Regions from separate parts of the Hordeum vulgare genome. Here region 2 is linked to region 1. Evidence: chromatin contacts called from public Hi-C data. All regions are on one chromosome and are shown on one strand. Each heading gives the region's core, a stretch centred on a gene start, on an enhancer-like site or on the middle of the called end of the contact. The rest is flanking DNA. Distances are from core to core; before and after follow the strand shown. Region 1 holds the start of LOC123399269 (L-type lectin-domain containing receptor kinase SIT2-like). Region 2 holds the start of LOC123453089 (protein NRT1/ PTR FAMILY 5.7-like).

Region 1 (3,342 bases), core at 655-3,154:
ACAGCTCAGGCTGATTCAAAGTTCTTAAATCACGTCTGACTATTGGAGATAACACACCAGGAAGGTTCACATAACAAATCGAGTTTTCACCTTCACATAGAAATGGCCATGGGGAGTGAAACTTTTTAGCTCAAACAATATCTTGCATTGGCATGAGAAAATGTGTTATGACACTAGATGTCCAGCATACACATAGTCCCATTAGTGATTTTACATAACAAATACACTCGACTCGTAGTAGCCTAAACAAATTTACTTTGAGTAAAACAAAATAATATACAAATTTGTTTGCATAAAAGTACATGGACAATGCAGCAAACTGAGCTAATTGGTTCCTGCCATTTGAAACATGGCTGGTTAGGAAAACTTGAAAATATTAGGAAAGTTTTTATTAAAAGGTGAAAACACCAATGTGAAGAGGTGGTGGTGAGAGGTGAGACGAAAAACAAAACGAACGAAAAAACCGTGGATGATATTCACCAACTGAGCAATTAGGGGTAGGGATATGGGAGGAGGAACAAAAAAAACCAGAAAAAAACAAAGAGAAGTGGGAGGAGAAAGAGAGAAAAATCAGGAACGAAATATTAATTAATGTAATTTGATGATGTATAATAATATTAATTAATGTGATTGAGCGATCTATAATAAATAAATTAATTTAGATGTGATCTTTAAAGATTTATTATAAATTAATCTTAATTAATTTTTCACACAAATACATCTTTATCTTTACCTACTAATAAAGCAAATAGTGTTTCTTCCGTACGTCATCCAAATTGCCCTTAAAGTTGACTAAAATTACCCACCAATGCCATCTATAAGTCATAAAAAACATTTCAATCAGGAAAATCTCCAGACTGGGCCGGCCCATGTAGGTACCTCCTATATTACGCTGTGGGCGTTGAAAAAAGATGCAGCACACCTGTTTGGGCCGGCCCATGCGTGGACGTCTGTTTTTTTAGTTTAGTTTTTTTATTTATCTTTTCAGTTCCATTTTATTTTTCTACTTTAAATAATTTAGAACTTCCAAAAACTTTTCTCAATTTCAAGAAACTGAGAATTTCGAAATAAAATATTCAAAAAAACATATTTTTTTGAGAATTCAAAAACTACTCAGCGGTTTTGAAAAATGTTTGCGTATAAAAAAATGTTTGAACTTTGAGAAAATGTCCATAAAATAAAAAAAGTCAACGATTTTTAACAAAAGTCTGTATAAAAATCTTAAAAACAGTTCGTGCCTCTATTTTTAGTCTCATTTTTTATTTTCATTTTTATGTTCCATTTTTTAGTTTAAATAATTTAGAACTTTGAAAAACTTTTGCAATTTATAAAACTGGGAATTTTGAAATAAAAGTTTGAAGAAAATATAAAATGTTTGTGAATTCAAAAAATGCTCAGAATTTTTGTAAAAACATTCGCATATTCAGAAAAATGTTCATAATTTTGAAAACAATGTTGGTGAAAAGAATAAAAGTCCATGATTTTGAAAAAAAGTTTGTCTGTGCAATTGAAAAAATTGTTTGCTAATTCAAAAAATGTTCATGCATTTCAAGAAATGTCCTAAAATTTTAAAGACATGATATGATCATCATCATTGAAGATTATAATTTTTTTTCCCGTTGCAACGCACGGGTCCTTTTGCTAGTTATTAAATATAAGATGATGGAAGGATGGACAAAAAAACCGGACGAAAAAACCCAGACGAAGGTGAGACGAAAGATAAAAGAACGAAAAAAGAAGTTACCAACACTTCCTTTAAGAATAGAGATATGATACTCCATTAGCGTATTCCTGACAAAAAAGTTTCACGCAGCAAAAGACCAAAGTTACATGAAAAATACAGTACAACTTGAGGAACATAAATGTCCAACCACCTAGCTGTGCTTAATTGAATGTGTTCCTGCACTATTTTCCAATTTAAACGAGTCAAGATCGTCGATATAAATATAAAGATTTTCTTTTCATTGAGTACTCAGTCACTCACTAGAAAACAAATTCGTTTCCACTTTCCAGACCCTCCCACACTCCCCCGTCCCCGTCGGCTCATCGAAGGCAACGGCGACGGCAACCTCGGCTCGCCGGCAGCCAACGCCGTCCACTTCCATACCCTGCCGCCACCGTCACTCGCTTCCGTTGCTCCTGCAGATTGTCGATCGCCATGCTTCTCCGGCGGCTGGCCGCGGTAATCTTCCTCCTCCTGTTCTCTCGGCATGTCGCCGGTGATCAGGAGTTCATGTACCCCGGCTTCGCCGCCGGCAGCGTGGCAACCGACGGCACGGCCGTGATCACCCCGTCCCGCATCCTCCAGCTCACCAACGACACCAAGGAGGTGTTCGGCCATGGTTTCCATCCAGCTCCCCTCCGATTCCGGGACGCCTCCACCGGCGCGCCCGTCTCCTTCTCCACCACCTTCGTGTTCGCCATCGCGCCGCGGTACCCGGACACGCACGGCCACGGTATCGCCTTCGCGCTCGCGCCGTCGGTCATCATCCCGGGCGCCGTCGCCGGCAAGTACCTCGGGCTGTTCAACACGTCAAACAGCCTGGGCGACGGCACGAGCCAGATCGTGGCCGTCGAGCTCGACACGGTCATGGACTTGGAGTTCCACGACGTCGACGAGAATCACGTCGGCGTCGACGTCAACAGCCTCCACTCCAACAGCTCGACCACGGCCGGGTACTGGCACGACGACGGCTTCGGCGGAAGGAGATTCGACAACATCAGCCTGATTGGCGGCAGCGACGCGCCTGTGCAGGTGTGGATCGAGTACGACGGCGGCAGCACGCGCCTCGAGGTGACGGTGTCGCCGGCGGGCGAGCCAAGGCCGGCCCGCCCGCTCTTGTCGTGCCACGTCAACCTCTCGTCGGCAGTGGCCGAAGACACTTACGTCGGCTTCTCGGCGGCGAACGGCGCCGCCATGAGCTCGCATTACGTTCTTGGCTGGAGTTTTCGCCTCGGCGGCGGCCGCGCACCGGACCTCGACCTCTCCAAGCTCCCGAGGCCCCCGTCGCCGCCGGGATCATCCAAGAGGAGGATGTCTCTTCCACTTATCCTGATACTGCTCCTCCTGTCCGTCCTGGTCCTGCTCCTGGTGTCGGCGGCCATCGCGACGTTCGTCGTGCGGCGGCAACGGTGGCACCGACAACGCCAGGAGTTCTCCGAGGAGGAGGAAGGCTGGGAGATGATAGACTACAGCCCACACAGGATCAGCTACAAGGACCTGCACGACGCCACCAATGGCTTCCGCGACGTCATCGGCGTGGGCGGCTTCGGCCGCGTGTACCACGGCGTGCTCCCGAGGTCCGGCGTCGAGGTCGCCGTCAAGAAGGTGTCCCACGGGTC
Region 2 (3,263 bases), core at 276-2,775, 500 kb after region 1:
CCCTGCTTGACGAAGAAGGTGGACACCTGCGCCGTCGTGATGCCGAACGGGAGAGTGGCCACCCAGATGGGCACCATCGACACCACCAGCTTCGTCTCCTCCACCTGCGTCACCGTCGCCAGTCGCCACGCCCCGCGCAACACCTCGCCATCATGCTCGACGATTGCCGCCTTGTCGAGACACCGGAGCTGGTCGGTGTGGCAGAGCAGCCTCTTCTTGCCGCAGTCCTCCTCGTACAGCTCGCTTGCATCGGCTGGCAGCTGAAGGCGCCGCTTCGAGACGGCGGCCACGACGACCCGAAGCAGCGGCGTGAGCGGGCTGCCCTGCGGCACCCTGTACCGGTACGTCCTCCAACCCGCGAGGTACACCACGAGGGAGCACCCCATGACTGCAGCGAGCAGCACGGTGGCGGCGCCCCATCCGACCCGCTCCTGGACGTACACGACGACGGTGACCCCGAGCAGCACCCCGGAGCAGAGCGCGCAGTTCCACCAGTTGAAGTAGGACATCTTCTGCAGCCGCTCGCCGGCGTGGCCGTCGTCGAACTGGTCACCGCCAAAGCTCTCAAGCGCCGGCTTGTGGCCGCCGGTGCCGACGGACACGAGGTAGATCCCGACGAAGAAGAGCGTCTCGTGAACCCGCGGAACCGAGGCGCCTTCCGGCCTGAGGCCCGGCGCCAGCTGCGCCACGGCCAGCAGGGCGAGGCCGAGGAGGTAGACGACGGTGGAGAGGAGCACGGTGCGGAAGCGGCCGAGGTAGGCGTCGGCGAGGAATCCCCCGAGGAGCGGCATGAGCGTGGTGACGCTCATCCAGTAGTTGGCGTTCTCGGCGGCGACCTTCATGTCCTGGTGCAGCACCTTGGTGAGGTAGATCATGAGGCTGGTGGCGATGCCGAAGTAGCTCAGCCGCTCGCTGAACTCGATCACTGCCAAAACCACGGACACAACAACAAGTCAAGAACGTTCACACCACACACTGCCACCATCAACCAACTGAACAGAGACAGGGAAAGAGACGGACAGATCTGGCAGGCAGTTCGAGGAGGTAGCGAGCTTACGGATGATGAACATGGCGGCCCTCCAGGAGCCAGTGGCGGCGCGGAGGGGCATGCGGCCGCGGTGGTCGACGGAGGAGTCGTCCACCCATCTCTCCTCCTCGAGGATATGGCGGAAGCTTAAACCCTGCTGCGGCTGCTGGTGCTGCTTCGTCATCACCGGCCGAATCAATCAACGCCTTTCCAGAAGACAGAACCGCGCGCGGCCGGTTTCTTTCCGATTCGCCGGAGCACAGCACGTAGTCGACTGATGCGTGGTTGGTGGTGGTGTGAGGCTGGAGGAAAAGGTTCTCGGCGTTATATAGGCGGCTGCTAGCGATCTAGTGCGGCATGGACCGAGGGGAGCAGGCAGGAGAAGCTGGGGGAGGAAAGGGAGGGAGCATCGGAGGAGATGTGTGCGCCGCGCACGCGTGGATCGAATCCGCGAAAGGAGGCCGTGTTCCTGAAGCTCTTTCTGAGACGGACGGACGGACGGCCAACGAATCGGCTGGAGGACTGTTTTGTTGTTTGTATTTTTTTGCGTGTGTCTATTTGCAGAAGTGTCACAGTTACTACTGACAGCTAGTACAGTTACTGCTGACAGCCCGTGGCAAATTAGGGAGTAAGTAAATGCTCCAGCCCGCCGAGTTTTTTTTTTTTTTGAGTAGAGGCAGGACGTTTTTGCACACGTTTTGCAAGACTCGTGGCGTTACTTTGACCTATTAAAAAGATTCGAAAATCGCATTCATATCCAAATGTCGATTGCTAGTAGTAGTAGATTTCTATGGAATAGCAGTAACGTACGTACGTAGGTGTTGACTTGCATGTGACGGCAGGAGTAAGAGCGTACGTACGTTGTATATGTATTCCTGAAAAATAGCAGTAACGTATGTACATTCACTCAGCTCGTTTAGCACCAGTACGTACAGCACACACCAGCCACCGTATTCATTGGCTATACAGTGCAGCAACACAGCACAGCACAGCACAGCACACGTGAGAGTATCTGAGCACAGGTAGCGCTGACTTTTGCGGTGGAGCCACGTGTTCCATCTTCCATGCGTGCGAGCGTTTCTTCGGGCGGGAAAGGCCGGATGCCGCACGCATCGGACGGCCGGTGATGTGTGGAGGACGTGGGCGCGACGCCTCCGAGTTCCGTCAGCCATCCGATGAACGATGTGCTCCATCCACTCTTTGGCCTGCTGATGTGGTCGATGAACCCGTGTACATGATGCAATTAGAGATGGATGGCTCGCTGCTTACGTACAGTTTTGGCTTGTTTGGTTATTTGTACGTTTTTTTGGTGTATGCTTCTAGACTGTTTCGAGGGTTTTCATGCTCTCACACATGTTCTTTGTGTCGTTTGGTCTCCTGCATTTAACCCAACTAGCATTCTCTTTCGTAGTGTAAATTGCACTGGTACAAACATGCATATGAAAAAACAGTCAAACTGACCGTTCCTGGCGGGCCTTGCTCAAGGGTGCTTCAAGTTTCGTGTGATGAAATTTTTGGAAAATGCCAGACCTACGGACTTTTTTTACAGAAGGTTACGGATTGATGGGTTTTCCTCCTCACTAATCTCCCTCCCAATTCTTAGGATGGGGCTGGCCTCATCTAAGTATCAATTAAAATAAGCCACTTCAACTTTGCCTGTAAAAATCATGTAAAACGTCCGTACTTGTAGCAAAGCTCAAATATTTCGTGCCAGCCAGTTAGAGCAACTTTAACATGACGACCCATTTCGTCCACCGTCGTCTGTTTGAATACGTGCGGACAAAAGTGATGGCCCAACATACCAATGCATTGTCAAAACGAGTTCGCTTCGCATCCGCGTCGATCCATTTTCCTGTTTAAATTTGAGACTGAAATGCGTCGATGAGGACGCGCGCGCCTTTTCGGTTTCTGTCCCAACTACTCGCTGTCAACATAATTAGTGACGGACACCCTCCGCGGGCCAACGTGTCAGCGACTACGATCAGTCTTTTTTAATCCAAGCGTGCGAAGAGGGTTCGGCCTCATCTGCTTCCAGACCCCGTCCCTATCTCGCCACCCCTTTGTTCCCTCGTCGGCGACCCTAGACAGCAGCCATGGCTGGCTCCACCCAAAACAACGGCAACGCCCCCGTTTACGCCCCGCGTGCTGCGCCCAGAGGAGGTCGCCTACCTCCAGCATAAGAGGACCCTAACGGAGGTGCACGCCTGTGCTGCGCCGCCGCCGTCACAAGCAGCCA

Evidence for each region. A called contact is a pair of places that touch in the nucleus more often than the background predicts.
Region 2: a contact with region 1 is called in a Hi-C map of leaf, with 3 times the contacts expected there. The contact joins the promoter of LOC123453089 here to the promoter of LOC123399269 in region 1. A contact is called at or near these places in 2 of 6 Hi-C or Micro-C datasets (leaf and seedling).

What each region holds. Positions count from the first base shown.
Region 1 is chr5H:564,717,904-564,721,245 of MorexV3_pseudomolecules_assembly, forward strand. It overlaps LOC123399269 (L-type lectin-domain containing receptor kinase SIT2-like), which reads left to right and starts at 1,905. Exons shown (of 1, transcript XM_045093690.1): 1 at 1,905-3,342. The coding sequence starts at 2,159.
Region 2 is chr5H:565,218,512-565,221,774 of MorexV3_pseudomolecules_assembly, forward strand. It overlaps LOC123453089 (protein NRT1/ PTR FAMILY 5.7-like), which reads right to left and starts at 1,526. Exons shown (of 2, transcript XM_045129850.1): 1 at 1,058-1,526; 2 at 1-925. The coding sequence starts at 1,211.